Linked DNA regions of Mus musculus: regions 1, 2, 4, 5, 6 and 7 are each linked to region 3. The links are chromatin contacts, called in public HiChIP or PLAC-seq and promoter capture Hi-C maps. All regions are on one chromosome and are shown on one strand. Each heading gives the region's core, a stretch centred on a gene start, on an enhancer-like site or on the middle of the called end of the contact. The rest is flanking DNA. Distances are from core to core; before and after follow the strand shown.

Region 1 (3,128 bases), core at 258-2,757, 800 kb before region 3:
AAACACAAACACCTTTAAAGAAGCTGCGGGCCCGAACGCTTCAGAATCAACAGGTTTCTCTCAGGCTCTCCAACAGCATACAGCTGTTCCCAGCCCCTGGGCTGAAAGATCAGAAACCCTGCACAAAGTGTTACAAGTCTGGTACAGAAGCACTGATACTAGCAAGGCAACAATACACTTAGAAACTCCTTGCATAATTTGTGATGCATCTGAGGTTAAATTTTCTAAAATGGCATTATTTCCTGTCATCGCCCAAATTTGTCGCTTCCCATAAACACCAGTGTCCTTTCTCTTTTCAAAGCTACAACTACTAGAGTCGGTTTGGGGTGGGAGTGAGAAAACCATACCTTGTATTTCAAATTTTACTGCTACCTTCTTGATAAAAGTTAGCAAACTCTGCTCAATGATATCAAATGAACATATCTTTAAAAAAAAAAAACCGAACACACTCAACTGAGGGATATCCCGAGTCTCCCTTTTTACATCTTCCGATTAACGTTCGACTATATAACTGCTTCATTTTCAGTTCAGAGCTTATTTTCCCCCTCTCCTTTGCTGTCATGGCTGCAATACAGTCTTCGTGCAAGTATTCCCGTACATTGCAACCCCAACAGCAGTTCAGCAAATCAAATGTTTATGTCCAAGGATTCGATTCGTCCATCCTGTGTCCCCCTCCAAATAGAGTCGGGGCCAGAGAGTGCCCTGCCCTGGACTGATGCTGGTCCCCTAGTCCGCAGCCAAGAGTAGCCCGTGCCTCCGAGGGCGCGTTCTCAAGTTGAGCCCGTGTCTCTCTGCTCGCACCTAAGCCTCCAACCACAACAAGCCACATGGTTCCCGCCAGGGTGCGGGTTTCTGGGCGCACGGCGGAGAGCGCAGCCCCTCCCCCGCGGGCCCCTTGGGCCTCGAGCCGGACCGACTCTGGAATCCCCCACTCGGGGTTGCCGGAGCACACACCACCGATCCGGCGCGGCCCCAGCCCCGAGAGGGAAACCCCGGGCCGCACGACTCCCGCCTTCGCCGCCGCCCCAGACCCCGCGCGCCCAACGCTTTCCTTACACGCGCCGGGCGCCGCCGAGGAGCCAGCGCGGGGCCGCCGGGCCCGCGGGCTCCCGCGAAGCGCCGCCTGCCCGCCTCGCGCCGCGCCGCGCGCGCTCCGAGGGCCTGGGGGCGGGGGAGGGCGCCGGGCCTCCTCGGGCGCGGGCGGGAGGAAGAGAGCGAGAGAGGAAAATGGCGCGGAGCGCCGGGCCTGAGCCGCCGCTGGCCCCGTGGGGGGCCCCGGGCAGGCAGGGAAGCCCGCGGCGGGCTTCGGCCGGACCCCGGGCCGCGCCACCCACCGGTCCGCACGGTGAGGCGCAGCCGGCCGCCGCGAGCTCACCTTGGGTTTCTCGTCGGCCATGGCGAGCGCCGGAGTCTCCTCAGCTGCCGCTTCACAAAAGAGGCACCGGGTCCGCACTGAGGGAGCGCACAAGCAGCACCAGGAGCGGCAGGAGGAGGCGGCAGCGGTGGACGAGGCAGAGGGCGCGCGCACGTCGTGCGCTTCCCTCCCCCCGCCCTGCGTGCGCGAGCACGAGCATCCGGGGCTTCTCATTGGCTGCCGCTTCGCGGGAGCGCGCAACGCTTACATAACCACCCCTCCTCCTCCCCCCCACGGCCCGCGCCTCCGCCGCCTGGGCCAGGCGCCCGCCAGGTCGGCGGGAAGAGGCGCGGACACGCGCACCAGTCCCGCCGCGGGGGCGCGCCTGGCTCTGGGCGGGGCTGTATTGTCCTCCTTCTTTGGTGGAGCATAATCAAAATGGCTTCCAGCTGGTCCTCGGCGAGGACAGGAAGGCGCGTGGCCTTAGACGTGGGGTGAGCCTAGGTCGAGAACGGAAGGCCAACTCCACGTAGAAGGGGGCATCTCCATCAAAAAAGCAGCAGCGGGTTGTGAGAAAAACTCCTGTTCAGTAGGACAAATGCAACTCCCCCCTGCACATCAAACTTCCCAGTCCCTTCGTCCTTCCCCATCAACCAGCTTCCCACCCGGGAGCCTCAAATGTCTTCCAACCTGTTGGGAACCCTACTCTTGCTGTGGAAAACTGTTCTTATAGCCACTCAAAGGATTCCTTGCTTGTGGCCTGCCTCCCAACTTCCAGAGAACACAGTCCATCAGGGGAGCCGACCCAACCTGAAGCTCACGGGCCCATCAATCATTTCGTCCCTTAATCCAGTACAAAGTAGGAGTAGGATCCTCGCATTTGAAGAAAATCCTGCCCTCTGCTGTGCATGCCACCCTGTGGCTCTCACTTGGTGTTTTTATTTCCTGTACCCCTGTATTTTCTTCTACTACTGTGTTCCCACAGAGGGGGGAAATACCACGATTACATTACCACCATAGTGCTTCTTCTCGACCAAACAGCTTGAAAAAATGCCCATGCCAGCTGCTCCACCCCCTCAACTCCCACTCACTCCTCAATCCACTGCAATCTGTTGTTGTCCTCTTAGCTCCACTAGAACTCTCCACAAGGTCACCTTTGCTGAAACCAGTAATACGTCCCGTTTCTCACCCCTACTCAACTCCCTTCGACTCTGCACAAAACAGGCTTTTTTTTTCTGTCACCTTAGGCCAGTGGTAGCACACCTTAATCTTTTTTTCTTTATTAAACTTTATTTTAATTGTTTCTTTGAGTTTTAGTACAGACTTTTTCTGGTTTTTGGGTTTTTTTGTTTTTTTGTTTTTTTTTTTTTTTTTTTTGGTTTTTCGAGACAGGGTTTCTCTGTATAGCATTGGCTGTCCTAGAACTCACTCTGTAGACCAGCCTGGCCTCAAATTCAGAAATCCCCCTGCCTCTGCCTCCCAAGTGCTGGGATTAAAGGCATGTGCCACCACTGCAGCTAGTATAGACTTTTAAAAATTACTATATTTCCTCTACAGGGACGTATGAATCCCTTCCAATATCATCTACTTTCTAAACTCTCCTTTTCTAACTTTTTTTTTAATCCTCCTTGCATGTCTGTGGTGGCATAGGTGTTTAATCCCAGCACTAGGGAGGCAGAGGCAGGTGGGTCTCTGTGCTCTAGGCCGGACAGGTCTACAGACTGAGTTCCAGAAAAGCCAGGGCTACACAAAGAAACCCTGTTTTGAGAAACAA
Region 2 (3,454 bases), core at 92-2,591, 930 kb before region 3:
AGGAAAAAAAAAAAGAAGAAAAAGAAAAACCAAACCAAAGAACAACAAAAACGTGAACTACCATGAAATTCACTTGACCCACAGTCGTGGTATGTCTGTGATGTGACACACTCTGCATGTTTGGGATACAGCAGAGACCTTACATTCTAACTTGGAGACAGGCAATATGTTAGAACATAAGACTGGGCCTTGGAGTAGTGGTACAAATCTGAACACCTGTGAGGTGAAGGCAGGAGGGTCAGGAGTTCAAGACTAGTCTGAGCTAAATAGGTTGAAACCCTGTCTCAAAACACAAGCAAAAGACAGACCTGGTTGGGTAAGCTTTTAATACCAATGCTCTGGACTGAGAGGCAGGCAACCTGCTGTATATAGTGAGCTCCAGGCCAGCTAGGGCTACATAATTGAAACCTGCCTAAATAAATACCACAAAACCAACCCTTAAGCTCAAAATCGAACACACAAAGATTGGTTGACTGTCTATCCACTCATCTATCTAAAGCAAGTTAGGAATGTGGCTCACACTGAACAAGGGATAGGAAAGGGCAGGGAAAGTCCGAGCTTAGCAGGTAAGGTCGTCCTTGCTGTATCTAGTTAGGTTGCTCAAGGGTCCAGGGAAGGAGAACAGACTCAAAAAAGAGAAAAGGGTGTTTCTAGGATGCTAGATCCAGTGTTTGTTTATGTATTTATGCATTTATATATTTGTTTACATACACACACATTTAAAATGATTTTTCCAAGACAGAGTTTCTCTGTATAGAAGCCTCGGCTGTCCTGGACTCACTTTGTAGACCAGGCTAGCCTAGGTCCACCTATCTCTGCCTCCCAAGTGCAAGGATTAAGGCCTGGCCATGTATGTATGTATGTGTGTATGTATGTACTATTATTATTTTTTTTTTATGGTTTTTCAAGACAGGGTTTTTTTTCTGCATAGCCCTTGCTGTCCTGGAACGCACTCTGTAAACCAGGCTGGCCTCGAACTCAGAGATCCACCTGCCTCTGCCTCCCAAGTGCTGGGATTAAGTGCCACCACGCCTGGCCATGTATGTATTATTTTTATGACAGGGGCTATGTGACTAGGTTAGGCTCTCATCTGCCTTAGCCTTGAGAGCAGTGCTGGGACTGCAGGTGAGCACCGCTCAGTCAGACCCATACAGGAATCTTTTTAAGAAAAATCTCCCGTAGGTGGTCTCTATCTGCCGGTCAACCTCTACCAGATGTCAGCTGGGTGCGCACCACTTCCCACCATCACCGCCAAGGTGGACAGCCCGGAGCCCGAGAAACCCGGCGGAACTTAAGAGCCAGCTCAGCCAAGGCTGGCGGACCGCCGGAAGAGTGAGCACCGGAAGCGGTCCTGGGAGGTGAACATGGCGACCGCCTGGGGCCTACGCTGGGGCCTGAGCCGAACTGGAACGTTGTTGCTCGCGCCGCCCGCGCGCTGTGCTCGCCGGGCTCTGCACAGACAGGTAGACGGCACCACGTTCCAGAGCATCTACAGCCTGGACAAGCTGTACCCCGAGTCCAAGGGCGCGGATACCGCCTGGAAGGTCCCGGTGAGCCGAGAAAGGCGGGACGGAAAGGGCGGTTCCTCCCGCTGCTAGGTGACGCGAGGAAGCCGGGCGGCTTGCAAGGTTTTGGTTGCCCCAGGAGGAACTGATCGCCCTAGTAACCCGGCCGGAGGTGCGGGATGTGCTGGGACTGTAGAGTGTGATTGCAACCCTCGTGGCTCGGGTAGTGCAGACCCTGGGAGAGAGCCGCCACATACGCGTCTTTCTAGATCGTTAGTTTGTCCACGTTTGCTTCCCGGCCTTCAGGCTCACATTATATGGGAAGATGTGCATTATGGACCTTGAAAGTAGTAAAACCTGAGATCCGCAAGTTGGGACGTTACCCAGTCTTTTGACCCTAGTAACGTTAGGAAGCCTGAGACAAAGCTGGTTTGGTCCCTAAGGGTCCATGTTTAGCCTGCGTCATGTAGTGGTACTGCGTGGGGCCTGAGCAGGAAAGAGAGCATCTATTGAGCTGCACCTGTAGGATTGAAAGAGCATCAAGTATTTTCATTCATCCACTCGCACCTCATTCAGCAGACATCTTTTGAGAGCATGCTGTTAGCACAGTGCTAATTTGGGGCAGAGAGTAGTAAAACAGAAATCCTAAGGCTGTAAAGCTCGTATACTGGAGGGCGACAGACAAAAATAAATGAATAAACCCAAGTAACACTAAATATGATACTTCAGAGATAGTAAGACTCAGAAGGCAAAGGTGAAGCTAGAGATAATAACAGTTGTAGGTTTGTTGTTTGTTTGGACAAAGGATCTCATGTAGCCTAGGCTAGACTCGAACTTGCTACATAGCTGTGGGTGGCTATGAGCTCCTGATCCTTCCACGTTCATCTCCCACGCGTAAAGATTACTGGCATGTATCACTGTACTGATACATGTTGTGAGAAAAGCTCTTTAAAAGCCCTGGATGATCTCTAGTTTGCAGTGATCTTCCTGCCTCTCAAGTACTGAGATTACAGGCATATACCAACAAACCCAGCTAAGCATTGAAGTTTTAGGTAGAGTGATCTGGGAAAAGCCTGGAAGAATGGGCCACAGTGGCCTGAATCTGTAACCCAAGCACTTGAGGCAGAGGCAGGAAAAATCAATTGGCTCATAGCCAGCCTGGATTATATGAGACCTTGTCACGTACAAAGACCTGGAAGGAAGACATGAGAATACTGGGGAGATGAGTGTCCCCAGCAGAGCAGGTGCAACCATTTCAGAACAGTAGCATGCTGGACAAGTGTGGCTGAGTGAGGCAGTTGAGAGAAGTGGGTGGAGCCAGGAATAGAATGATACATTTTAGTTTTACAAGATTGACTGCTACACAGTGTTACAGACAGAAGCCTGGAGAATGGCAACAGCTAGAATGTAAGTTAGGAGATTGCGGTAATATAGGTCACAGTAACATAGGCAAGACAGGATGAGCAGGCTGGAAGCAATAGGAGCCTTGAAGGTGATTAGGTCCTAGGCATCTTTTGAAGAAAGTCTAGAGGATTCTTCCCTACTGGATTGGAAGTAAACTGAGAACAAGCAGGGTCTGTGGGACTGTAGTGAGCAGAGGTTTACTGGAGCCCAAAAGTAGGGAGTCACCAGTATTAATGGCTTTTCCATCAGCTTAGAAGGATGAAATCGTCTGGGGGCGGGGGGCAGGGGTAAACGGGTATTCAGAAGAGGCCAGAGGAAACCTGAGGAGGGTGGCTTAGCAAAGAGGTGTCTTCAGAGAGAGCAGCATGAGCTGAGTGAGGTCTAGAGATCAAGTGATGAAGGCATGGAGAGGTGCAGATGGACACACTTGGGCTTGGAGGCCAGAGGAGCCCCCGGGGTGGGATTTGTTGCACTCTGTGGTCCTGAGGACTTAAAGTTGGAGGGTGCTGCTGCTGAATGAAGAGCTCGATGAGGGGGAGACCTGA
Region 3 (3,162 bases), core at 594-3,093:
AGGGAGGCTGGCTGAGAGGGTGGGGGTGGGGGCAGGAAACTGGGGAGGAGCTGAGGTGGGAGGCTGGTCAGTGGCTTCAGGATGACTTCCTGACCCCTCCACCTGGACAACTGATCTTTGTACCCAGAGGGGCTCATCTCTGCCCTACTCTCTAGACGCAGGGTGCAGAAGTTGGCAGGGAGGTCACCTAGGTTCCATTTCAGAGTCCAGTTCTGACTAATTCCTCGGGCAGATCATTGTCTAGGAATTTTCGGACACGGGACAAGAATGTGCCTTAGTGTTACATCCCACATGAGGCTACACCGGGCCCTATTGGTCCCTCTTCTACAACTTCGTCTGTACCTCCAGGGCCTTGGCTCCAGACAAGGGAGCAGTTTCAGAACCTGGCAGAGTGGTCAGGCCTCTCATGAGGCCTGACCTCACAGCCAGGTGTCTCCTTGGCCTTGCAGATCTGGTATGCGAGCCTGGCTAAGTGCCAGAAGGAGGTCGTGAGGAGGGAGTGGCCACCACCCGCACCTCTCCTCCCCCTACCTGCCAGGTGGGGTCTGCATGGCGGAAGTAGCAGAAGTTGTCCGTGATCCACTTGTAGATGGCCGACAGAGTGATCTTGGTGGCCTTGCTGGCTTGCATGGCCATGCAGATGAGAGTGGCATAGGAGTAGGGTGGCTTCACGTGTGGGTTGGTGGCATAGTCCACGTCGTCAGGGGGCGGGGCCTGCAGCCCCGGGGGCGCGCTTCGAGATGTGCACGACGATGTGGGCTTGCCGGGTGTGTGCGGCTGCCCAAGGCAGGCAGGGTCTGCCGCCAGCGGTGACCCGGGCGCCACCAAGCCCGGCACTTGGTGGTAGCCGTGGGGGTCTGTGCCTCCTGGGGGAAGAGTGGGAGCCTTGGCGTTGAGAATGGAGAATTCCTGCAGCCATTGCAGGCTGGTCAGGCTGTCATCCAGGGCGTCCGGCTCCTCCATGCCGCCCTCCGGCCCGGCTTCCTCTCCGGGACCCGCTCCGCAGAGGCGCAGCCAGCTCTCCGCCATGTCTGCGGGGACTCTCCGAAGGGGCGGTCAACATCCACAGGCTGAGCCGGAGTGGCCCGCCGCGCTCTCTGGCCCGCTGGTAACCCAGACTCCAGTTACACAGTCTCCAGAACACTCACTTCCATTCTGCGACCCAGGGGGTCGCCTCCTCCGAACACGAATGTGAGGCCTGCGGGAGCACCACGGAACTGAACACTCTTCCCCTACCCCGAGAGGAAAGAGGCGCCTTAGGGGGGGAGCCCCTCACATTCATCCCCGCAGCCTGTGGCGAGGTCAGGGAAACACAGGACCCTGGTCTGATCCTGCGTCTCCACCTCTCTCCATCTGCCCTTGAAGGGTTTGTTGGCCACAATGAGGGAAGAGGGTAGGAAGGCCCAAACTAACTCTTTTCCCCAAAGAGTGGGAAACTAAGATCACATCCCAATAGTCCAGGGGGGTCAGTACGACGCGGCTGGGGCAAAGTAGGTCATCTGATCCTTGAAAAGAGGTGTTAGGATGAAGGGTCTCGGGAAAGGAAGGTCACAGGACCGAGTTATGGAGGAGCAGGAAGCGATCTCCCGAACTCCTCAGATTTCATTTTCGTGGCCCCACTACTTCTGTGGGCGACCGATGGACTGGATAGCCAGCAGGTCCCGACGCCCTCCCATCCCGTGGTCCACAGCCCTCCCAGTCCCTTACCTGGCTCAGAGCGCAGCCAGCCAGAGGAAGGTTCTGGAAGAAGTTCCTCCCACCTCCCGCGGTTCTCTGTCCCCAGCTCGAGGGCTGTGCTGGCGCCCCTCTTCGCGCCCCCCCCCCTCGCCCGACGGCGCTTCTCTGAGCGCCGACGGCCCGGGGACCGGCATTAAGTAGACGCTCGGAAGGCTTCTTCTGCTGCCATGGCGACGCCCCGCCCCCATAAACAGCTTCCGCTGCTGTCATTGGCCAGTACGTCTCCAAGGAGACCGCGGGCCCTTGCAGCTCCTCTGGCGGCAACTCTCTGGAACTCTCTGGTTCTGCCGCCCTCTCCCGCGCCACCCAGCCCCCTACCCGCCACCGAGATCCGACTCTGTGCATTCCCGCCCGAGGGCCCCGCGCTGGGTCTCACGGCGGGTGCTCGGCTCCCGCTCGAGGCCCCGGGAACCCCTCCCCCAACGCGTCGGGTTTGACCGCTGAGGGGACCCAGCCCCGGATTCTGCAGACCAAGTCTCGGGGAACCGTGCCCTTGAAGTCTTTGCCCTCACCGGGCTGCCAGTGGCCTTTGTCTGGTTTCTGGGGCCTTTCCCTGGTCCCCGAGTGTCTTCTCTGGTGCCCACAGGCAAGTTTGACTCTCTGATGCCACCTGTCGCTTATAATCCGCAGAAACGGCCACACAGCTCGCAGACACACCGAGGCGGGTAGGGTAACCCAGCGTCTCCCGGTAAGCAGCTCGCCCACTCACCCTGCTCAAGTTCCCGGAAGCTGGCATTCCAGGGGCATCTGCGGAGGTGCTGCCCTTTCAGACAGTCTAGGAAGCAGAGCCAGCCGGCAAAAAACAGAAAAGCCCTGGGCCTGCAAGATTCTCAAAGAGGTCATTTGTTCTACTGATTTAGCCAGGAACTGGTTAAGTGATGGGAACTACTAAGCATAAGGGATTCTGGGCCCTAGCTTTCCCTATTGCCATCAGCTTTGGGGTTCTTTAATAATTGACGAGCTGCAGGATTGGAAGTGATCGGGTTTAAGGCAGATGCAGAAGCAGGTAGGGCAGTCAGGAATGGAGCTGGCCTTGTACCCAGGTCTGCAGAAATACTAAAAAGAGCCTGAGCCACTGACTGAAACGAATACGTTCACAAACGAATTCACGTTGTAATTAATGGCTCCCTTGCCCCTGTAAACAGTTTTATTCACTTTTAAGAATCATGCAGCAATCCATAAATATTGCATCTTGATGTCCCCACTGTAATGTGCCTATAAGTGTACTCCATGAATGTGAGGGGTACACAGATGGCACATACAGAGCACACGCACGCACACACACACATACACACACACATACACACAGGTGTTCAGGCCCTAAAACAAAGTGTGCAGCCAGCACGCCAACACCAGATGGACAGGACTAGTTCCCCAGTGGGATGGATGGCTTAGGGTTTGAGTCTGTGCCTGGCAGATGTCACA
Region 4 (3,007 bases), core at 302-2,801, 970 kb before region 3:
CTCCCCCAGCTCTCACCACCCTACACTGTGCAAAATACCACACACCACCCTTTCCTGCTACCCACTGATGGAGAGTCTCACGTCTGAGGTTCTGGAACAAGCCACAGGAAGCAAAGAGAAGCAGTTCTGGTTTCCGCCAAGTGCCCCTCAGATAGAAACAGGCTCTCTAGAGGCCCTGGCATTCCTTTCCTCGGCCTCTGACCTTCCCAAGGTGGGTAACAGGGTGTGGGAGTAGTGGTCGGCTCTCTGAGGCTGTGACTGGCTGGTTGTGGGTAGGCAGCTCTCCTGATCCCACTCACACTGGCCAAGAACAATATAGAGCTCTGAGAACAGTCGGATGGGGGTGGGGTTCCAGATGGCAGTAGGTCCAGAGCCCTTTGACAGGCAGGGCCTTGGAGAGGCTGCTGGTATCTCCATAACCAGAGTAGCCTGGTTTCCAGAAATAAAGATTGAAGGGACGACAGGGAAGGAACCTTGCTGGGTCAAGAGGTGTGTGCTGAAGGTAGGAGGCAGCTTCTGTGACACTTGTAGACACGGGGGATGGGGGGGGGGAGTGTGGACTGGAGTTACCCATGGCTCCCTCTCCAACAGACCAATGATAATCTCCTCATCCCCGAAACCCCAATCCCTATTCCGGGTGCCAAAAAGCACAGCCAATCAGCTCCACCGGGCCTGGAGAAGCCCCTGGATCATCACTAGCTGGAAAGCTGGCTTCCCTAGGCCTGAGGACAGCTCCTCTTACCCAGCTGCCGCTGCCTGCCACTCTATGAGCTCCCAGGAAGACCTGGGCCTTCCCTACCCTCAGGCATCAGCCAGGGCCCAGAGAGGCCACCGCTGCCACCGCTGCCATCGCGCACCAGCTGTTTTCCCCAACCCAGGCAGGCGCCGGCCCGGCTTTGTTTGCATTGAGTCAGCCGGGGCTGTATGTCCGGGACCATGGGCACTGAGGGGCAGGGAGACCAGCGGGGCGATGGATGGGTAGGTGGGAGCGGGAAGAGGCTGGCTAAGCGAGGCTGCGGGCACCGGGGGGGCGGGACAGGGGGCGGATAACGTTGTCGCCGCCGGCTCCAGGAGTAGGCACACGTCAGCCTAAGGTGGCAGCAGCAGCAGTGCCCGGGAGAGTGTTCCCAGGGGAGAGTAGGCATAGGGTGGGCTCCCAGAGGCAGGGATGGAGCCCTAGTTACAAAGGAAAAGTCCCGTTCCGGTGCTTGTTTCAGCATCCCCCTCTGGATTAGCCGGTCACCCCACCCTCGGGTGAACCGTGTTCACCCAGCCCCCCCGGCCCTGCCCTGCCCCCAGGGCCGGCAGGTGGATGAAGAGGCTGGGCCCCCAGGCGCACCTGCGTCTTGGTGGTCAGCTGGATCACCGCCTTCCGGAAGTTCAGCTTGGAGTCTGCGGATCCCATGTCGATGGACCCCGCTCCAGCCCGACCCCGGATTCCGACTCTGCCGCGGGCTCCGGCTGTGACTCCAGCTCCAGCTCCGCAGCCCCGGCTGCTCTCTGGGGAGCGAAGCTGCGAACCCCGCCTGCCGCAGGCGTCGGCCCCGCCCCTGTGGCTCCGCCTTTAGATCCGCCCCCACGAGGCCCCGCCTCTGCACCTGCCGCTCAGGCCTCCAAGAAGAAGTCCGGAGTTCTCCGTGGAACCCAACTCCTGGTCCTTTCGTCTGCAACTGAGTGTTGTCCTCGATCCTCAGTCCGCAAGACTGAAACCCTCCTGGTATCTCATCTCCTGCCTCCACCTTCATTCTTCATTCCTGCTCAGACCCGCAGTTTCTCCTCCAATCCTCTCTACCTGATGTTCATGCTTTCCTACTATTGTTGCTATCTGAGCTTGCTTGCTTTTTCTCTTTTCTTTTCTTTTCTTTTCTTTTCTTTTCTTTTCTTTTCTTTTCTTTTCTTTTCTTTTCTTTTCTTTTCTTTTCTTTTCTTTCCTTTCCTTTCCTTTCCTTTCCTTTCCTTTTCTTTTCTTTTCCTTTCCTTTCCTTTCTTTTCTTTTCTTTTTCTCCTCTCCTCTCCTCTCCTCTCCTCCCCTCCCCTCCCCTCCTCTCCTCTCCTTTCTTTCTTCCTCCCTTCCTTTCTTTCTGTTTGCTTCTCTTTCTGACCTATCAAATCCACGTGTCTAGCCTTGAAGTTATTCTAACCCTTAAAAGGTTTAGCTCTTGCTTGTGTGGAAGGATGGGCTGACTCAGTGTCCCTGTTCCAGGAAGGCAGCTCAGCAGTGAAAAATCCCTTGGGTCTTGACGCTTATCTAGCTCCCTGGCTTCCCTGAGAACTCTTTGAAGTGTAGAGGACATGACATAAACATCACAGATCCTGGTTTCAGAAGAAAGGAGTTTACCCATGGTATAGCCTAGTACACTGTGTTTGTTTTGTGAGGAGTTTATCGTAGGCTTGCCTCGAACTCACTGTTACTGGTGATGAATTTTTTAATCCATCTCCCAAGTACCAAGGTCACAGGTTCCATGATCACCCTTGGTATTATGGGGTGCTGTAGATTGAACCAAGAGGTTCTTGGATGTTAGGCAAGCACTCTAATTATTAAATTAAGAGTAATAGCTGACAACCCAATAAAAATAGTTGATCCACATATGAGATCTCAGAACTCAGGAGGTGAAGGCAAGAGGGACTGTCATCCTTGGTGAATAGTGAGTTTGAGACCAGCATTGGCAAAATCCAAAATAATCTGGTATTTATCTAATATATATATATCTCATAGCAAGCCAGGACAGCAGGACAGCCAGGGCCATGTATGATGTATGTGTCCCACCCCTCACACAATCATGTTACTGTGTCTAGAAGTTTCTGAGAATCCTGGATAGTTCTAAACAACATGACTTTAATCTAAAGGGGGATCCCGGAGTTGTAAAATAAGGAGTATGCTCCATCAAGGCAGCTGGATCAGGTGTAGAGGTAGAGAGAGAGGGCATGGTCTCACTACCTCACAGAACAAGCCACAGCATTGGGTAGCTCTAGCTTTTCTCTAAAGGTATGTTGTCCCTACAAAATT
Region 5 (3,100 bases), core at 538-3,037, 710 kb before region 3:
TGGGAGCCAGCCTGGGCTATATAAGACCTCAAGAAATTCAGAAATTCAGACAAAAGGCAAAATGCTAGCCAAACATGTACAAGACCATGGGTCCTGCTCCCCAGCACTAAAAGGAGTCACGGTAGAGTCCCTGCCTTTTATGCACAAAATCCTGAGTTTATAAACCCATTGTTACAAAAATAAATAATAAATAAATAAATAAATAAATAAAAGCCTATATGCACAGGGATGGTTTAGCAGGTGAGGGGACCAGCTGTCAAGCTGGAAGACCTGTGTTAAGGGAACTGGTTACTCCCCTTTTTTTATTGTTGATTTTTGGGTTTTTTGTTTTCGAGACAGGGTTTCTCTGTGTAGCTCTGGCTATCCTGGAACTCACTCTGTAGACCAGACTGGCCTTGAACTTAGAGGACCCCCCCACTCTGGGTTGTTACCTCAGTGCTAGGATTCTAGGCATGTGCCCCCACCCGCAGGCTCTGGCTGCTGCTCTTACTGAGGACCTAGTACCCATAAGAAGGCTCACAGCAGTCATTCCAGTCTCTGGGGATCCGAAACTCTTTCTCCTGCCCCAGGCATGCATGCGGGGAAAACACTCATTTACAGCAAAATAAAAGTAAAAAGACATTTAAATGAAATAAAATACCAACTCAGGTTTCCCTTGTGGGAAGTAGGAGATGGCGTCTGACTGCCTGGCTCAAACTGCTCATCAAGTTAAGTGATAAAAACCAGTAAGTCACACACACCTAAAAAGCTTTAAAAGTGTTTGCCTTCAAGAAAACTAAAAAACACAAACATTTTTACAACCCAGGCGAGGAAAGTATCACATTTGTTAACGTACCCTGGGTTCAGTCTCCAAAAACCAACACAGCAGTGTAGTCTGTAATTCCAGCACTTGGGAGGTGGGAGGCATGAGGACCAAGAGTTCAAGGTCACCCTTAAGAACATAACAAGTTCGAGCCTAGCCAGGATTATACGGTCGCAAACCAATAACAAAAATAAATAAAGGGAAATATTAATCTCCTGTTTATTCAAAAATCTTCGTGCATTAACAGTCTTGCTATCTAAACAGATAAAAAATGATTTATAATATAAATAAATATAAATGCAGGATTGAGACAGGGCGGCTGCTGACCTGAGTGGCAGTGATGGGGGTGCAAGCGAGTTTCTTCACCCTGCAGCTTTTCTACCTCAGACTCCACTGTCGGGTGGACAGGTGTCCTTCGGTGACTAACCGAGAGCCCATGTGATCTGCTGAGGCGCTCTGCAGACAGCCTCGCGTGAGTGCACTGTCCAGGCTTTCCGGGGATGGGGTGGGGTGGAGAGGGCGTCTCCGTGAGTCCGGGGCAGTGGACACCCCATGTGCAAACGCCTACGATGGTGAGTGGTGGTGGGAGGGATTCGCCTTCCGTGTCTCTGAAGATGCTCCTGGGGTCAGGTGTGCCTCGTGAGCATCCGTCCCCGCCCCACGTGGATACCTGCCCTTCTCTGTTCTGACACACGGAGTGGGGGTACCGGCCCCCGAGAGTACCGGGAAGAAAGCAAAGCCAGAGGTCCACTCACCTGACACTTCAGGCCCGTCCGGGCTCCTCAAGCTCAGTTCTCCCTCCCTCTCAGTGTAGCCCAACAGCAAAACTTAACAGCACTTGCCAGTAACTGACAGGCTGCTAGGCCAATCACCGTGCAGCTTTTGGCCGCCGCTGGACGAATCGTTGTACGTCGAAGGTCCCATCCCAATGTCACTGTCCAGATACCGCTAGGTACTGTAGTCTTCCGCTTCCAAGCCCCACCCCCTTGAGAAGCTGCAGAGACTCCTGGGAGGTGTAGTACCACAGCGCCTTGCGTGCGCATTTCCGACGCCGTAAAAGAGCGGATGGCGAAGTTGGCTTTTACGACCTTCTAGAGGGCCTCTCATTGGCGCGATCCTCTGAAGTCTGCGCGGCTATGGAATATTAGAGCTCGCTGAACTTGACCCAGTTTTTATTTTTTATTTTCCAAATCAATGTAGTCTTAGAAGTCATATAACTTTGGAAAAGATGGCGGGAAGCCTGGTATTATTAGCCTGAAGGACTGGAGTTGGGTCGGGGTTAGATGGGTTCTTTGGGATAAGAACCTTTAAGGGAGTTGTACACACACACACACACACACACACACACACACACACACACACACACACACACGGGTCGGGGTTAGATGGGTTCTTTGGGATAAGAACCTTTAAGGGAGTTGTACACACACACACACAAACACACCCGGAGGAAACTACACACACACACACACACACGGAGGAATAAGAACCTTTAAGGGAGTTGTACACACAAACACACACACACACCCGGAGGAAACTACACACACACACACACACACACACACACACCCCCGGAGGAAATTTAGCACCGGAAGGACGATCGGTAGTTCAACATCAACCCAGAGTTCAAGGCCAGCCTAAGCTACGTGAGACCCTGACCTCTAAAACAAAAAGTTTATCTGAACTGAGATCTAAGTAATTTGCTGCAACTTCTTAATGTATCATTACTTACATGTTTTTAAATCAGTGGTTTATTTGTTACAGTTTAAGAGTTAATCTTAGCCAGGCGTGGTGGCGCACGCCTTTAATCCCAGCACTCAGGAGGCAGAGGCAGGAGGATTTCTGAGTTCGCGGCCAGCCTGATCTACAAAGTAAGTTTCAGGACAGCCAGGGCTATACATATATATATATAACCATATATATATATATAACCCTGTCTCAAAAAACCAAAAAAAAAAAAAGAGTTAATCTTTTTTAAAGATTTATTTATTTTATGTACATAAATGCACTGTAGTTGTCTTCAGACACACCAGAAGAGGGCATCGGATCCCATTACAGATGGTTGTGAACTATCATGTGGTTGTGGGAATTGAACTCAGAACCTTTGGAAAAGCCGTCATCTTTTTGTTGAGCCATCTCTCCAGCCCCTTTTTGTATTTTTTTTTTTTGGTTTTTCGAGACAGGGTTTCTCTGTGCAGCCCTGGCTGTCCTGGAACTCACTCTGAGTTCTGACCAGGCTGGCCTCGAACTCAGAAATCCACCTGCCTCTGCCTCCCGAGTGCTGGGATTAAAGGCGTG
Region 6 (3,069 bases), core at 124-2,623, 580 kb after region 3:
TGGTTCTGGGTGGTGTAGAAAGCAGACGGGAGCCTTGGAGAGCAAGTCTGTAAGCAGCACTCCCCCACGGCCTTTGCACACACCCACCCACACACACCCCCACAGTCTCTCTGTCAGCTCCCGCCTTCAGGTTCCTGCCTTGTGTTTCTGCCCTGACTTCCCTTCATGATTGACTGCCAGGGGAAAGTGTTAGCCAAGCATAGCCTCTCTTCCCAAGTTGCTTTTGGTCAGGATATTTATCTCGGCAACAGAAACCTAATTAGGACACCCGTGTTTTCTTCCATCTTAACCTGGTTCCATCCAAGCACCCTGGCATCCCCAGGCCCTTTGCAGCTTTCTCTGCCTCCCTTGAGCCTTTCCTTACCAGCGGTGACTGCTTTGTCTGCTTCTCCACCAGCGTTCACCTGTTACCTAGTTGCCTTACTCCCGCCAACGAGAAAACAGGCGATAAATTGGTGTTGGCGAATTGATGTGTTCGCTCGCTCGCTAGGTAGCACATTTGCATTGAGCAAGGGCAGTCTGACCGTGCCTCAGTGAAAGAGTGACGGATGGAGGAGGGAAATTCGGGCACTCCAGCCAGCTGGCTAAGGAAATGTCTGAGGGCGATGGGGTCTCTGCTGGGCCTCTAAATCATGCATCTTGTCTGGGTGCCTCCAGCTGCCACAAGCCTGGGTGATAATTTCATTCCTGGCTGTCAAGACCAAACTCACATCAACTCTAAGTGAGGAAGTGACAGGACAGTACACACACACACACACACACACACACACACACACGCAGGGATGGTGTGCGCAGGGCTCAACAATGCTAAAATTTAAGCCTGTGGGTTTGGGAATTGACTTTAAAGAGCCTTGGTGAGCTTTTTGGTCATTAGTTGTATACTAGAAAGCCCGTTAACTCAGTGATTGAGAGGGTCCAAGGCTAGACCTCAGGCATACAGCTGACGGCTCCTGGCATGAATGCCACAGCCCCAGTTTATTATAGGCAAGTGAGAAGTGGGAGGACTCGGGGAGTTTCTCAGGGTGGGTGGGTGTTGCCGAGAGAATCAGCGGGTGAGAAGCCATAGGTACGGAAGCTCTTGGGGGTGGTAGTGGTGGCTCGTGCTCTGCAGGAGAGACAAGGGTCCCCTCTCCGCGCCCCATCTCCCCTGCGCGATGCAGTTACCGGAGCAGCCTCGGCTCTCCGGTCTGCTGGATGCCCTAGGAAGTTGCATGGTCCAGGGAGGGGCGCAGAGCCATGGCTCCCGCGCTCGCGTCCCCCTCCTCCTCGCACAGCCCGGGGAGGGAGCGCAGCGAGACTGCGGCCACCAGATGGCGCTCAGGCGCCGAGGAAACGCGAGGCCGCTCCCGGGCCGCCTCCTCAGAGGGAACAATGCGGCGCCTCGGGTTGTAGCGCCGCGCGGGAGCCCGGAGCCCGGAGCGCGGGTGGCCGAGCGACCGAGCGGGCGAGCGGGCGGGCGAGGACGAAGGCAGGCGAGCGCGCAGCCGTTCCTTCCCAAAGCCATGGGCGCGGCGCTGCGCGCGGCTGCAGAGCGGCGCGGCCGGAAGGTGCGGGGGGCCGGGGTGCGGGCCTGGGGCCGCCTCTAGCCGGCTCTGAGGGCGCGGGCCCCGGGAATGAGGGCGCCCGCCGCGGGAAGCCCGTTTGCGCGCCGCGGCGCCGTCCCGCCCAGCCAGCGAGCCTAGCAGGCAGACGCGCGGCCGGCGATCTGGGGGCGCGCCGCCTCGCCTTCCCCAAAATGTGAATCGGGGAGGGCGGAGACGCAGAGAGCGCCCGGCCCCAAGCTCTCGCCGAACCCCTGCCCTGCGCGCCCAGGCCGCGCCGTGCCCCGCGCGGGGCTGCAGAGCCACCGTGCCCCGCGCTCCCTCGGTGCTGCGACCCCCCGGCTTCGGCCCGCAGCGGCTTCGTGGTTCCCGAGGCGGTCAGAGCCGGGCCCAGGACGGTGCGTCCGGCCTCGCCCCCGGCTTCTCGCCCAGACAAGTTTGAACAATGATCACAGTCAACCCAGATGGGAAGATAATGGTCAGAAGATGCCTGGTCACCCTGAGACCCTTTCGGTAAAGTTCTCTACTGGTTGGCGCAGGGAGGTCAAGACCTCCCCAAGGGGACTCATGGTGGAGCTGGGCGAGGTCGGTCCCCTCAGGGGGTGCGAGTTCGGGTGGCAAAGGAGGTTCGCGAGTCTATTCTCGATGAGGGCCATGGGGATGGGAAGACGGAATTAGATAGGGTTGGGGTATGTGTGTGTGTGGGGGGGTGCGGGTCTGGATCTTTCTTGAGTTGACCAAGATTGGAACGATATCAGGTATAGAGAGGTGAGCATGGAGTCAGAAAACACCAAGATCAAGGTCCTGGGCTCCAAAGTGGCCCCAGCCAGCAAGTCCCTTTCCTGCCCCTTGCGGTCTTTTTCATCTCTTGTCGGTCCTATCTGAGCTGCGAAGTTACTGTGGGGTGCCTAGGAAGCACCCCTGGTGTCCCGCCTGTCTCCTAGGTCGGCCCGCCCATCCTCTGCCTAGTTCATCCCCCTTCCTCTCCCCCTCCCTCCCCCTGCATCTCACTCATCTTCCTGGTGGGGGACAAACCTGGGTCTGACAGGAACGTCCCCAAGATTGGGGCAAGGACCCCCTTCTGCTAGGGATTCACTCCCAATCGCGGATCTCCAACAGACTAGATAGGCATAGCAGGTGCATGGAACACCTCCCTCCCTCCCTCCCTCCCTCCCTCCCTCCCTCCCTCCCTTCCCGTGGACAGTCCTGGCCAGGCAGGGGTGCAGTTTGTGAGAGACTCGCTAAGACCTGTTGGTCCAAGAAGGGACCCCACTTCCTTCCCCCAGACTCCAGCAGAGCTAGGCCCCGAGGCCAGACTAGGGGAGAGGGTGTCTGGGAGGCCTGAAGTACTGCCTTGTTTGGCAGCTGGGCTTCAGAAGACACAGAGGGAGAGATGGGCACCGTTGTGGGGGTGGGACTCGGGACTAGGCCACAGGTGGAGTCCGATCATAAACCTTAAGGCAGGTGCTGGCTTTTCTCCCAGGTTCTGGGTTGATCCCCGGTACCTCCAGACAACCTCCTGTACCCA
Region 7 (3,076 bases), core at 360-2,859, 840 kb before region 3:
GGGGATAAGCGAAGAGCAGTCCTGACAGGAAGTGGAGTTTAGGGAAAATGGGGGCCCTGATCACTCAGCATTGTCCCCCCTCAGATGGACAACGAAAGCTGAGGAAGGAGATCTACAAGGGCTGGAGAGGGGCTGTCGTACAGCCACTGGATGAAGGAAGGCTCCCGCTCCCATCCTGAGCTGAAAAGGAAAAGGAGCATCAAAGATCCAAAGCCTCGCGTTTGGTTTTTATTTTTATTAAAAACCTCCTGATTTTCTCCACTGTATTTGTGTGCTAGTCTCCTTCTTTCCCGTGTAGGCCTCCTGGGAGGAGCCGGAAAGCAGTCTGTTCAAGTGGCTCCCTGATTAAAGAAAGTCACCTGTCCAGGCAGGGTCCTGTCCACCTCAGGGTCCTTCACAGGCTGGCTCGCTTGCTCTCAATGATCCCCCTCCAGTTGTCACTCCAGGAAAGCAGCCGTCTCCTGGTGGGGGGCAGGGCCAGGTGCTGATTGTGGCAGCAGGTGAACAAGATGTGCTCCCAGCTTGGGGTCTCCTCTAGGCCTGGGCAGTAAAGACAGCGTGCGCTCTGTAATTGGGTCATTTTTACTCCTCCTTAATCCCAGCAGGCCAGATGCCTGGGGGTTGTCAAGGTTAACTGGCTGGCCCAACCTTGAATGTTGTCTTTGTCATCAATGAGCAGGTCTCCCATGACCACCGTCTTGTCCCTAGTCAAGATAATCCGCTCCACAAACTCTGGCCCCAGGTTCTGCTCCACCCAGCGGTACTGTATAGGCGGGAGGGGTGGGGAGAGGTCAGTGGAACTTGCTAGGCTCAGAATGCAAGATAAGTAAGGCATGGGGGCTTAAGTGGGACTAGCCCTCAAACACGCGGGACCCCTTTCACCCAGCCCCCATTTTCTGGTTTATTTTTTTAAATCAGCGCAGGCGCCGGCACCTTCTCGCCCACACAGTGGTCGTACTTCAGCAGTGGGGTGGTGCAGATGAAGACCTCGGTGCTGCGGAGAAGGGGTGCAGTTAGGCCTGGGGCACTGGCCGTCTTCCCGCCGCCCCCTCCTCACCCTCCTTACTCTTTCATGTCGTTCATCTCTCGCAAAGCGTCCAAGGCCCCAGGGATGGGCTCCAAGTTTAGGAAAAAGCCTGGAGATTCATACACACTGGCCACTTTTTCCTGAAAGAGAGAGATCTTGGTCCCGCTCCTGCTTTCCAGTAGGGGGAGCCCCAAAGAGGACACACACACACACAAAGATTCTGCAGGAGACCTCGGTTCTAGTGTGTGTGTGTGTGTGTGTGTGTGTGTGTGTGTACCCTTTCAAGCTTTCTGGTTCGGGGGTGAACTGTGGATTCGCACAGCTTGGCTGCCTAGAAGAGAACTCAGCCTAGAGGTTCCCCATCGGGTCTCCTACCGCCAGGTCCGGCCTCAGAGCTCCGTACTGCTCGTTGGCGAGGAAGCCCCGGCGCTGTTCCAGCGGCACGTGCGGTTCCTCGGGAAAGCGGCGGCGAAAACCCTGCAGGAGGCCGGACTCGAAATCAGCTAGCACGCCGTCCATGTCCACCAGCACGCGCACGGGCCGCTTCACCGCCATTGCCACGCCCGGTGTCTCCGCAGAGCACAGCGGCAAGCACGGAAGATGCCAGACCCGGAAACAAGCTTCCGGGACCGGGGTAGGGGCGGGCCGGACTTTGTTCATTTGCACAGAGTGGCCAACCAGGTGCCCAGGATGGCATTGCGTCCCTTACGGGGCTGCCGCTCATGTGCAGCATCAGAATCCCTCTCCCATAACCTCTAAGATCCGAAATACTTTCTTGGCAATGGGGAACCTGCTTCGCATGCTGAATGCATCCTTTGCCTCTCCCATGTTTGTCCAGGCTGGAAGCTGACAGGATCGTGAGTCTCCCAGTTCAAGGGATGAGAAGGACCCCTTAAAGACAACCGTGGGCATGAGCTGGGCATGAGCTGGGCTCTCAAGAGACCGGACTCATAAGCCAGACTTGGTTTGAAACAGTAACATTGTTTTCAATCTGCGTCCACTACTTTTTCCTGTGGACCCGAGGTCTCCGGTAGAATCGAAAACTTGTATGTCCCTCTAGAAAATGTTAAGCGTTCACACACAGAGACACAACTTATTCTTGTAGATTTCAGAGTCAATGGCGACATCACATCAATTTTCCAACCTATAAATGCAGATTTGAGTAATGACTCCCCCCCCACCCCCGACTCAGGGTTTCTCCACATAGCCCTGGCTGTCCTGAAACTCTGTGAACCAGACTGGCTTCAAACTCCCCGAGGTTTGCCTGCTTCTGCCTTCCATGTGCTGGGTTTAAAGGTGGGCACTGCTACACCCCGATAAGACATGACTTCTAACCCATGGCAGAAGTTTGTCAGCATGGAGCCCGACATCTCACTTGAAGAAAAGCCAGTTTAAAACAACAAAGGAGCAGAGTGTAGTGGCGCACATTTTTAATCCTCACACCCAGGAGGCAGACCTCTGAGTTCCAAGACAGCCAGAGCTACTTAGTGAAGACCTTATCTTAAACAAATTTGGGCTGCAGAGATGGCTCAGCATCGGTTAAGAGTACAGACTGCTCTTCCCCGGGTTCTGAGTTCAAATCCCAGCAACCACATGGTGGCTCACAACCATCTGTAATGGGATCTGATGCCTTCTTCGGGTGTGTCTAAAGACAGCTACAGTGTACTCATATAAATGAAATTAAAAATAAAAAAAGCTCTTCTCCTTTCCTCTGCCATCCTGCGCATTACGCCTGATTCGGTTCTCCTTTCCTCTGCCATCCTGCGCATTACGCCTGATTCGGCTTCTTGCCATGTCTTCTCACAAGACTTTCCGAATCAAGCGATTCCTGGCCAAGAAACAAAAGCAAAATCGCCCCATTCCTCAGTGGATCCGGATGAAAACTGGTAACAACGTCAGGTTCAACTCTTCTCTTAGAAGACACTGGAGGAGAACAAAGCTGGGTCTGTAAGGATTCACACAATGGCAAGACTGAGGGTTTATACTGAGTTGTGGTCAGCAATCAGTCCTACCAGACAGATTTCAACATTTTTAACCTGGAGACTTGCT

Evidence for each region. Promoter capture Hi-C pulls out the DNA fragments that hold promoters and counts their contacts. HiChIP or PLAC-seq counts read pairs in DNA pulled down with a chosen protein or histone mark.
Region 1: a contact with region 3 is called in a promoter capture Hi-C map of neural stem cells. The contact joins the promoter of Sumo2 here to the promoter of Foxj1 in region 3. A contact is called at or near these places in 2 of 39 promoter capture datasets (liver and neural stem cells).
Region 2: a promoter capture Hi-C map of liver shows a contact between it and region 3, with 3 times the contacts expected there. The contact joins the promoter of Mrpl58 here to the promoter of Foxj1 in region 3.
Region 4: a contact with region 3 is called in a FOXA1 HiChIP or PLAC-seq map of pancreatic cancer cells. The contact joins the promoter of Hid1 here to the promoter of Foxj1 in region 3. A contact is called at or near these places in 1 of 39 promoter capture datasets (liver) and 1 of 115 datasets of contacts at active chromatin or transcription factors (pancreatic cancer cells).
Region 5: a FOXA1 HiChIP or PLAC-seq map of pancreatic cancer cells shows a contact between it and region 3. The contact joins the promoter of Slc25a19 here to the promoter of Foxj1 in region 3. A contact is called at or near these places in 1 of 39 promoter capture datasets (hippocampal neurons) and 1 of 115 datasets of contacts at active chromatin or transcription factors (pancreatic cancer cells).
Region 6: a promoter capture Hi-C map of liver shows a contact between it and region 3, with 2.3 times the contacts expected there. The contact joins the promoter of Mgat5b here to the promoter of Foxj1 in region 3. A contact is called at or near these places in 2 of 39 promoter capture datasets (both in liver) and 2 of 115 datasets of contacts at active chromatin or transcription factors (embryonic forebrain and pancreatic cancer cells).
Region 7: an HNF4G HiChIP or PLAC-seq map of pancreatic cancer cells shows a contact between it and region 3. The contact joins the promoter of Nt5c here to the promoter of Foxj1 in region 3. A contact is called at or near these places in 1 of 39 promoter capture datasets (liver) and 1 of 115 datasets of contacts at active chromatin or transcription factors (pancreatic cancer cells).

Annotation. Positions count from the first base shown.
Region 1 is chr11:115,534,723-115,537,850 of GRCm38.p6, forward strand. Sumo2 (small ubiquitin-like modifier 2) reads right to left here and starts at 1,508. Exons shown (of 4, transcript NM_133354.2): 1 at 1,376-1,508. The coding sequence starts at 1,396.
Region 2 is chr11:115,402,411-115,405,864 of GRCm38.p6, forward strand. Mrpl58 (mitochondrial ribosomal protein L58) reads left to right here and starts at 1,342. Exons shown (of 6, transcript NM_001347645.1): 1 at 1,342-1,550. The coding sequence starts at 1,365.
Region 3 is chr11:116,333,511-116,336,672 of GRCm38.p6, forward strand. It overlaps Foxj1 (forkhead box J1), which reads right to left and starts at 1,844. Exons shown (of 3, transcript NM_008240.3): 1 at 1,708-1,844; 2 at 532-1,198. The coding sequence starts at 1,029. It overlaps Rnf157 (ring finger protein 157), which reads right to left. Exons shown (of 19, transcript NM_027258.1): 19 at 2,835-3,162.
Region 4 is chr11:115,366,205-115,369,211 of GRCm38.p6, forward strand. It overlaps Hid1 (HID1 domain containing), which reads right to left and starts at 1,552. Exons shown (of 19, transcript NM_001346774.1): 1 at 1,340-1,552. The coding sequence starts at 1,405.
Region 5 is chr11:115,626,508-115,629,607 of GRCm38.p6, forward strand. It overlaps Slc25a19 (solute carrier family 25 (mitochondrial thiamine pyrophosphate carrier), member 19), which reads right to left and starts at 1,788. Exons shown (of 7, transcript NM_026071.3): 1 at 1,558-1,788.
Region 6 is chr11:116,917,490-116,920,558 of GRCm38.p6, forward strand. Mgat5b (mannoside acetylglucosaminyltransferase 5, isoenzyme B) reads left to right here and starts at 1,374. Exons shown (of 18, transcript NM_172948.3): 1 at 1,374-2,054. The coding sequence starts at 1,987.
Region 7 is chr11:115,490,205-115,493,280 of GRCm38.p6, forward strand. Nt5c (5',3'-nucleotidase, cytosolic) reads right to left here and starts at 1,610. Exons shown (of 5, transcript NM_015807.1): 1 at 1,403-1,610; 2 at 1,067-1,167; 3 at 934-994; 4 at 649-763; 5 at 221-540. The coding sequence starts at 1,582. The coding sequence ends at 395. Armc7 (armadillo repeat containing 7) reads left to right here. Exons shown (of 3, transcript NM_177778.5): 3 at 1-262. It also overlaps the pseudogene Gm11694.